Regions from separate parts of the Tachysurus vachellii genome. Here region 1 is linked to region 2. The links are chromatin contacts, called in public Hi-C maps. All regions are on one chromosome and are shown on one strand. The core of a region is the stretch at or near the end of the contact, and the rest is flanking DNA. Distances in the headings are between cores, read along the strand shown. Region 1 holds the start of lgals3b (lectin, galactoside binding soluble 3b). Region 2 holds the start of kiaa0586 (KIAA0586 ortholog).

What was found. Hi-C and Micro-C count contacts between places; a contact is called where the count stands out from the background.
Region 1: a Hi-C map of muscle shows a contact between it and region 2, with 4 times the contacts expected there. The contact joins the promoter of lgals3b here to the promoter of kiaa0586 in region 2. A contact is called at or near these places in 2 of 3 Hi-C or Micro-C datasets (blood and muscle).

What each region holds. Positions count from the first base shown.
Region 1 is chr10:13,494,020-13,498,845 of HZAU_Pvac_v1, forward strand. lgals3b (lectin, galactoside binding soluble 3b) reads left to right here and starts at 2,152. Exons shown (of 8, transcript XM_060879776.1): 1 at 2,152-2,158; 2 at 2,833-2,921; 3 at 3,064-3,223; 4 at 3,311-3,466. The coding sequence starts at 2,153.
Region 2 is chr10:13,360,272-13,365,338 of HZAU_Pvac_v1, forward strand. kiaa0586 (KIAA0586 ortholog) reads left to right here and starts at 2,039. Exons shown (of 32, transcript XM_060879614.1): 1 at 2,039-2,284; 2 at 2,576-2,846; 3 at 3,528-3,589; 4 at 4,323-4,389; 5 at 4,488-4,557; 6 at 4,697-4,880. The coding sequence starts at 2,579. It overlaps timm9 (translocase of inner mitochondrial membrane 9 homolog), which reads right to left and starts at 1,136. Exons shown (of 4, transcript XM_060879050.1): 1 at 1,052-1,136; 2 at 826-881; 3 at 540-635; 4 at 1-63. The coding sequence starts at 864.

The DNA.
Region 1 (4,826 bases), core at 902-3,401, 130 kb after region 2:
TCTATATACGATGAAAGAGTCTCTAATTGATCATTTTTCCTTCTTTGCTATTAGGCAATAACATTGAAGGCTTAATTTTTGGAGAATATTAATTGTGGAATCGAGCAAATTCAGATCTGACTTAAAACCTTTTGATTTACTACTTTGTTAGCCTTTTATTGTGAGGTGTTGCTGTTGAAATCGGCTACATTTCTAATTCTATAAGAATAAGTACATTCTTGTATAAAGCTAATGGTTTTCCACTGCCAAGAATACTGTGATCTTTAAGCAGTATTTGATCCTCTTCATGTTCATGATTTATGGTATATTATCTGTTCCATACTAAGCAGTGATTCATCCAAGTAGTTTTAAATGGATCATAATTCAACCCCTACGGCGCTGACACTGAGCAGGTTGGATAGTTTGTTGTAAAACTTGTTAGTGGTGCCATATCAATTAAGAAGGTTCAGTTTCTTGTAGTTGAACATACACAATTATATATCTCCTTGAAGGATCTTTGATTGTGTTATTTAGAACTGCACTGATTATGTTTCTGGGTCCTGGTGCATTATCTCCCTGGGAAAAAATATAAAATGTGTATTAATGTGTACAATCAATAAGGAAAATCCAAAGGCACTGACAAAAATGTTGCAAAACTCACAGATAGGTGTGCTGTTGCAGCTGAATGACTGTTTTGTGTTGGTGCTTGTGGTACAGTGTTAGAGTTGGGCAGGTCACGTGCACTCATGGATCAGTAACAATAAGGGGAGGGACTAAAAGGACCTATAAAAGTCTGTAAAAAGAATCCCAGCTAATGTTCCTCTTGCTTTTCTACCTGCGGACCTGATCTCCAACTAGCTCACAACATCACAGCATCAGGTAACTATTTATATTTCATGCTATGTTCCATTCTAATCTGACTCTTTACTGTCAATAGATTAGCTGTTGAAATGAATTAAGATGCAGCTTTTCAATTATAAACAGATATTTTAGAAATACCCATCATGTCAGTCTGAGTTTGTCAGACTGTATATTTATAGTCACACATACTGTATAGGGTCACATTTATAGTCACCCATATGAGGATGGGTTCCCTTTTGAGTTTGTTTCCTCTCAAGGTTTCTTCCTTTACAATTCAAGGGAGTTTTTCCTTGCCACTGCTGCCTGAGTCACCGCAGACTTGCTCATTGGGGATAAATACAAACACATTTAAATATATCTAATATTAATCTTGAATAATGTATTATATTAATCTTTATATTATTCTTTATAATAAGCTTTTGTTCTATGTTTATGTTCTGTAAAGCTGCTTTGAGGCCATGTCAATTGTAAAAAGCGCTATACAAATAAATGTGAAATTGAATTTGAATTTGAGTTTCCTGTGCTACTTATTTCCTTGGCAAATAGGTGGCCATATCACTAGTCATGTAATGTTGAAAGACAAAGGCACTAACAGAAATCTCGATTTAACATTATATACATGTAAAACTGTGTGATGTCTTTTGATGGTTTCTTTTTGAGGACAACTTGTGTGTGTAAAATGTTGGAATTTCGAAAGGTTTTTGACTTGCAGTGCTGCTCAACATTGCTCAGTGCATCAATAAAGACTGCAGCAAGGAAATGTTTAATCCTTCTGTGTGATAGCTTAGACAAGCACATGCTAGTTTAGGTGGGTTAAAAAATTATAAGACTTTTTAGATATAGTTCAAATTTCTCAGTTGTATCTCAGGTTATGAAAGTTTTTTTTTACATACTTTAAATAGATTATGCACTAATGTAACATTATCATATGGATTTCACTAGACATTGTGTCCTTTATATTTTAAGAGATTAGATAACATTCCTGTATTCTTTTACTTTGTCTCACCTGATACTGGGTGTGGTGGGGGTATATTCTCATGTGAGTCTAAACCTGCTAGTTTTTTCCTGCTTCTTATACCTTTTTTTATTGAAATGTTAATTAACTGGCCCTAAATTTCAGGCCGTATGGTGGAAAAAAGAAAACGCAGAGTATAGTGTATTCTTTGAAATGCATATTAACCCAACACACCTCTGAAGTGCTCTGCACATTTGCCTGATATTGAAATATCAAACTAAATGCTAAAGACATCATTTATGTCTATAGTAATTCCAAAACTAACATTTCTGTTTTATTGTTTTCTGTTTAGATATCATGGATGTAAGTGCACCTTATTCACTATTCATTATGGACCACAAATTAACAAAAGACTGGGACAAAGACCATGCCTGAGACCCATGTGTACACTATAAGCATAACTGACTCTACAAGTTCGTCTCACTTTTCTGGTTTTATCTTTTTTCTGAGAGTGTAGAATTACCTGTCGCAACAAAATATTGCTTATTAGTTCTACCAAGCACCCGTAGTTCTTTACCATGCACTGTACCATTTAACAACTTCTTTCACATAACAGAGTTTAATGTCATTTTTAATTGTATGTAATATGCTAATATAATAAGTAATCTTATATAAAGTGAACAAGTTTTAAATTGATGAGAGAGTCAATAATACAGAATGAACTCCAATACAGCTGAAGGTACTTGAAAACCAAAGCCTTCAAACATTTCTGGAAAGTTTATTCTTCTCTTTTTAGATAGATAATTTCATATATATATTTCATTTCTCTATCTCAGCTAGAAGAGGCTTTCAATAGCGATCCTGCAACAAGCGATCTGCAGGCTACAGCCTTCATTTTAGTAAATATTGATGGTAGTTTGTACTTGTGTTACTATTTACAGTCTTCTTTACAGTGTGTCTGAAATATACTCAGATGACATATGTAAGAGCATAAAAGAGTAAAACACATACTTTTTTAATGTATATCTCTTTACTAGACTGTCCCATACAACATGAATTTGCCTCTTGGAGTATATGACAAGATGCTAATTACTGTCCAGGGGGAGCCCAAGCCTGATGCCAATAGGTAAGAACAAACTTGATCTAGTGAATGGGTCTCTGATCTATTCATCTCATTTTGGAGCTCTAAAAAAGTAGGCCTATAGAAGACAATATGTACTTTGATTATTTGATATTGTAAATTTCTATTCTATTTTTCCTATTCTCAGGTTTTCAATCAATCTGTTCAGAAATGAAGACATTGCCTTTCACTTTAACCCTCGCTTTGATGAAGATGTGGTTGTTAGAAACAGCATGGTAAACAGTGAGTGGGATGTAGAGGAAAGAGCAGCTCCCTCATTCCCTTTCATTCGAGGACAGCCATTTGAGGTTTGTATAATATTTGAATATGCTGATTTACTTTGGTTTAGTTTAGGTCACATACTGTAAATGCTGTCTCTTGTTATTTTTTCCTAGGTGAAGATCTTGTGTACTCCAGATGATTATAAAGTGGCTGTGAACAATGAAAACCTGTTTGAGTACAAACATCGAGTTTTTGAGCTCAACGAGATTAACTCTCTCACTATCAATGATGATGTTATTCTTACATCTGTAAATGTAGAGACCCTCCCCTGAGAGGGAATTTTGAATATTCTGATGCCCATGTAGGAATTGTAGGCTTCTTTTTTTCTTAACTATAAATCCTAAGAGTCTTTGGGCATTTTTATATGACTGTCTGTGTTTGTATTACGTTAAAACACTTGTATGACTTTAATTCTGTGATTGCATGAAGAATCATTTAGTTCTTGCCAGACTTTTCCACTGACACTGTTTCTGTTAATCAGCCCTGGAAATATTGCACATTTTAATGGTCTAGATAACACAGTCAGACATTATATATTTGATTTTTGAACTGATAGAAGTAATTCTGTAGAATTATAGAACGACTATAATATAGTATATCTGTGTTTACTGAATTCAGAATATCATCCTTTCAATTTGAGGCCATTGTATGAATAGCCAGTGTGTGTTAGCCAGTGAAGACTTTAGTTACTGTTTACTGATATCAGGTGCCATGTAGCAGTTATGGCAAATTACAGGAGATTTCTAGGTTTAACAATAACCAGTCACAAGCTTTATCCAGCCTAGTCTTGAGATTTATTAATGACACATATGATGTTATCTATGATATTTATGGAAAGGAACTTCAAACCAATTAAAAATTCTATGAGATTTTTTTTCTGTTTTCATTGTCTGAACTTAAACTGGAGGGATTACATTTAATGGAGTTATAGTAAACTTACATTGAGGAGATTTTCAGTTCAGGAAGTTCAGTAAATTACCTTTCTATAAATTCACATCTCTCCATTTTGTTCCCTGTGACAGTTTCCATTCTTTTTTTAGTCATGCACTACTGTAATGGAAGCTCGGAGGCGGTGGCATTCACATCCATAAGCAGAGCATTATTGAAGCAGAGCAGACAAATCCAAAACAGTAATCCAAAGCAGGAAAAGAGGAGGCAGGCAAAAAGGTCAAAAAAACAGTATCAATGGCAGAGAGAAAGCATACAAATCCAATATACATGAGAATCGAAGTTGAGAAAATACAAACAAGAGGTAATACACAATAAGCTAGTAAAAACAAACGGCTTAGTATGAGTCACAAGGAAACAATACTTTGTGACTGGAGAAGTGTACATACTGCTTAAATGCCCAAGCAACCTGGAAGTGGCTCAATACTCAGGAGAAGGTTTCCTCTGGTGGCTGGAAGAAGGCATAGATGTTACAGTACCCCCCTCTCTACAAACATCTCTGGGTCCCGTCAATCTCTAGTGGCGGTTGTGGCTCAGGGCTGGAGATCACTTGGTAAGGTGGGGGATATGCGATAATTGGCTGGTAATTGGAGCCTGTAAGTAACTGAGGTAACCTGTCTGTTGATGATGAATGGCCCGATGAAGCAGTGGCTCAATTTCTGGCAGGGTTTCAGTTTCAGA
Region 2 (5,067 bases), core at 789-3,288:
GCGCATCGAGATCCGTTGTGTCATTTTTAGATACTTCTGTAGACAGCTCTCTGAGCATGAAGTCTGAAAAGGAGACACAAATAGAGAATTATCCCACTGCGAAAAGATTGCTGTTTATGCAGTTATCAGAATTAAGCTAATATGCGGTCAAAAAAGATGTTTATTTTAATCAACGTCAACATTAAAAGGTCCATTGAATCCAAACTGAATGCATTGCAAATAATTTACACCTTAAACTTTTTATCTACATTTTATCTATAGATCACTAACTAGCTGAGCAGATGCTCATTGTACTGCAGCTGTATGCACTATAGTGTTTCACATCGACGCTATCCATAATGGTTGGGATCATCCTAGCAAACTGCACTGTGCACTAGCAAAAAAACAAACAAAAAGAGCATCAGATAACCTCCGAACTTCTTACAGGAACAGTGACAACTAACACCAGAAACTAACGGGATCACATATGTTACGGTTTCACCAAATGAAGTGTGTTTCAGGGTGATGATTTCATCTGTTCATCTCAGTGGCTCTCATACCTCTTCAGCTTTGACCTCTCTGGTTGTGAAGTCTTTCACACAGTCCATGAAGCAGCTCTCGGTCAGTTTGTTGTAGGTGCCAAGAAACTCCTTGAACTGAAAGATAAAACATTGTAACATTACATTTACAGCAGACACCTTTACCCAGAGTCAAGACATTTTATACAACTGAGCAATTGAGGGTTATTAAGGGCCTTGATCAGGGGCCCAGCAATGGCAGCTTGGTGGACCTGGGATTCGAACCCAAGACCTTCTGATCAGTAGCCCAACACCTAAATGAACCAACCTGTTTAATTTGATCCGATTCTGTGACCTGAGCAGCCATAACCTCAAACCGTTGTTCTGCACATCAGAGCAAAAACAACACAAAATCACACCCTATAATTACAGTGATATAAAGACATCATATCTAAAGCTCATCTGTAGCTCAACATCACTAACGAGACAAACAATATTAAAATAAAATAGGTAGAAAAGTGTGTAAACAGTAAACTCAGTATGATTTTGATTACCTTTTGGATCTGACGGAGACAAACTGTAGGGCCTCTAAAGGACATGTGTATCTAAGTAAGCCGAAACAAATTGACGTTTCACCGCCGCACATTCGTAACAAAATTAGACGCAGGGTGGTTTTTCTTTTTTTTTTTTTTTAAAAAAAAACGTTTTGCATTGCAAACATAACGGTATCATACAAGAAGTACATGAAATATTTACGTGCAATTTTTAGATACTTCTAAAAGACACAATTATTTCTTATGTCGAAAATACCAATTGGAAATGAAGACTACATTTCAAATGCAACTCTGTCGGTGACGTAAGTCACAGCGCCAAAGCAGCCCGAGGTGCAGAAGTGTAAAATCTGTCCCATTTTATAAATAATTTCAAGTTATTCAGTAATCTTTTGGAAAAAGTAAAAAACAAAAAAGCTCAGAAAATATGTGATATTTTAAAATAATTAATTTTTTTGTATTTTTTTTCTTTCTTTTACTTTCTTTTACTTTCTTTTCTGGTAACCTATGTGACTGATACCTCTTGTTTGTGTGACATTGAACAAAATGTGTATTTTGTGTTTGTCGTATTGCAATGAAAAAAATTAAAAAAAAGGTGCAGAAGTGTATTTTAAAAGCGGTTTAAAAAGCATGATCCAAATGGATTTTAAAATAAAAAAGTCAGATAATGATTTTTATTTTGAAATGATCCAAATGGATTTTAAAATAAAAAAGTCAGATAATGATTTTTATTTTGAAATGATCCAAATGGATTTTAAAATAAAAAAGTCAGATAATGATTTTTATTTTGAAATGATCCAAATGGATTTTAAAATAGAAAAATAACTTTTATTTTGAAAAGATCCAAATGGATTTTAAAATGGAAAAACCGTCAGATAATGACTTTTATTTTGAAAAGATCCAAATGGATTTTAAAATGGAAAAACCGTCAGATAAAGACTTTTATTTTAAAGCGAACTAAACAAGTCATGCGGTGTCTATTTTCACGTCTGTTGTCAACTTTGTTGTCAGGGGCAGTTGGGGTGGTTTGATCTGTACAAACTGTCGCGTTACAGTGAGCGTCCCAGGCTCTAGTGCTTTGTGTGCAGTGACACTGTGCTTTGTGCCCACAGACCTGCTTGAGCTTCGGCTTATAACATGAACCAGTGTTGAGTCGCTTAGCAACATTTTACTGCACGAGCGGCGCCAAATTCAAAACTAACACCAACAAAAGAGCTTCTACAACTCGAGTGACAGGTGAATAACTGCTTTCTCTTAGTCGTTTTTTTATATTAAATGATTTTATATAACCAACCATGAACAATTATGCTTATTATAGCTAGCTAGCTAGCTAGTTAGCTAACTAACCTACCTGCTTGACAAGTGAGCCGATTCTTCTGAACGACTCATTGTCAGTCATTTGAATCTGTAATCCATATTCTTCTTAGATATTTCAAAAATACAACAAAAAAGTGTCTAATAATATACATAAGGTGTATAATTATAGCACGAAATAAACTGATATCTGTGTTATGTCTGTGATTTGAGACAATGGACGTGTTTACAGTGAATAACTTGGATGAATCCACGTCCAGTTCTGATGCTGCTGATGTGTTAATTCGCTCCACTAAAGCGGTGCTTCAACAAAAAAGTCAGACAACCAGGAGCGAAAATATGGATTGTGGCTACAGAGATATTAATATTTATGTCCGGAGACTTTCAGACTCTGTTCACGGTTCCTGTTTGGCTGAAAGTGGATTTCAGGAGATGATTTTTCCTCCTGTGCTTCCTGTAAGCACACATTCAGCTTCAACCACAGGTACTTTTATTCTCTCTCTTATATCCTCTATATTAAATGTAAAACGTCTATATACTTCCTGTCTATTTTAATAGGAACATCTGCAATTATCCAATCAGCCAATCATGGTGCAGCAGCTTGGTGCATAAATTATGCAAATACAGGTGAAGAGCTTCAGTTAGTGTTCATATCATAGACTATTCATATCATCAGAGCTAAAAGCAACTCAGAAAACCCAACACAACCCTGAGGAGGATGCGATACACAGCATGGAACCACATCACGTTCCACTTCCTGTTAGACAAGAACAAGAATCTAAGAATCTTCTGCTGTTATATCCTTCAGCTCAAGGTCTGATGTGTCGTGTGTTGTATTTTTGAGATGTTTTCTGTTCACCACAATTGTAAAAAGTGTTTATATGACTTACTGGATCTTTCCAGTCTGGACATTTTCCTCTGATCCTCTGCATGTGTTTGTTTTTTTGCACCATACTGTATAAACAATAGAAACCTTTGTGTGTGAAAATCCCAGGAGATCCACAGTTAAGGTCTAAAATAGTCATACTTTAATTCTTCACGTCCTGAGGCTCTTGACCTGTGATTTTACACCGTGTGCTGCTGCTACATGACTGACTGATGAGAGAACTTTATAAAGGCATAAGAGTGCAAGTGTTCCTATAAACATACATATTATTTTTTGTAGCACCTGAAGACCAACATCATACAGCATCAGATCCAGGTCATGGAGTTTCCAGGAGAAGTCATGTGAGACAACAATATGTTTCTACAATATTTATTTTCTTTCCGAATTGCAAAAATAGATTTAGTTTTTTATCTTATGAAGCTATTACAATATCCTTATTTTTATACGAGTGTGTACATTATGTTTACCTTTGGAGAGCTTTTTTATTTACGATCATTTCTACAAGTACATAAAATAAAATGCAGACACAGGACAGTTTGCATCAACAGCATTTTTTCTTATGCATAATAAAATTGTAGGTAGATTTTAACTGACATTGTTATTAAGTTTATGAGGTTGAATGAAAAGATCTTCCTATAAGAAACACAGTCGTGTGACTGACGTCATTTAAAACTATTCAGTTCAGGTTACTAGTTATGAAATAATCATTTTAGGTTATACAAGTAACTAAAATTACTTTGATAGTTCAATCCAAATTTATTTGTATAGTGATTTTAACAATGGACATCGTTTCAATGCAGCTTTACAGAACATAAGAAATATTGTAAAAAGTACCAAAAGGTTAACGTTATGCAAAGATTCAAGATTCATGTTTGACTCATTTTTAAATGTGTTTGTATTCATCTCCAATTATCAAGCCTGATGATGTAGATGATTAAACAGTTCTAAACTGCTCCCACAGCATGGCAGGATGTACACTGCTATAGGTTAAATACAGTGTGGTTTGGGGTGTAGTGAAACTTTTGGATTGTTCATGGTTTAAGATGAATTACCAACATTCTCTCTTTCTCTCAGCTTCCAAGAGAAGGTAGAGATTCATTAAAATCATCGGTCGCACAAACAAGGGACAAAGAGCAGGAAGGTAATTTTTTCACACTACTTAATTTGACATATGTGTAAATTGTTCATTGTATTATTATAATTTTTTTTTTCATTTTACTAAACATTTGAAACTTCTAGGGCAGGATGTGTTAATATCGAGATACTCCGCTCATCGGAGAGGTGCTGTTGTTGCTGCCTTAAAGCACAGGTCCTTTTTGCTCGCATTCTCATAAAGCCATTACATTTTTAGTGCTAACATTATGAATTGCATCCTTTTCAGATGTAAATGGTAACCACAGTTTTTTTTGTTTGTTTGTTTGTTTTGTTTTGTTTACCGGACCATGTAGATCCCACAGCGTACCGGTGAGGCGGGAGGTTAGGGTACAGTTGTTGGATGCTGGATGTCCACAGAGCAGCGAACCAAATCTTCCTGAAGTCCAGCCTAACACTGGATCACAGGATGCTGGAGCTGCTTCAACTGCAGCAGCCATTACAGCTGCTGCCATTGCAGCCACAGCTCCTCTCATCAAAGTACTGCTCTGCCTCCTAATGTTTAGTCATATTTAAATCATTTAAAACTTGCTTTTGCATTCTTATCCGGATAAGATAATAATGCTGATTATAGTACATAGATAATGAATGATAAGACCAGCACCATTATGAATTATAGGAGAGGAAATCTGTCATTAAAATTGCACTGTTTTCGTTACTTTTACAT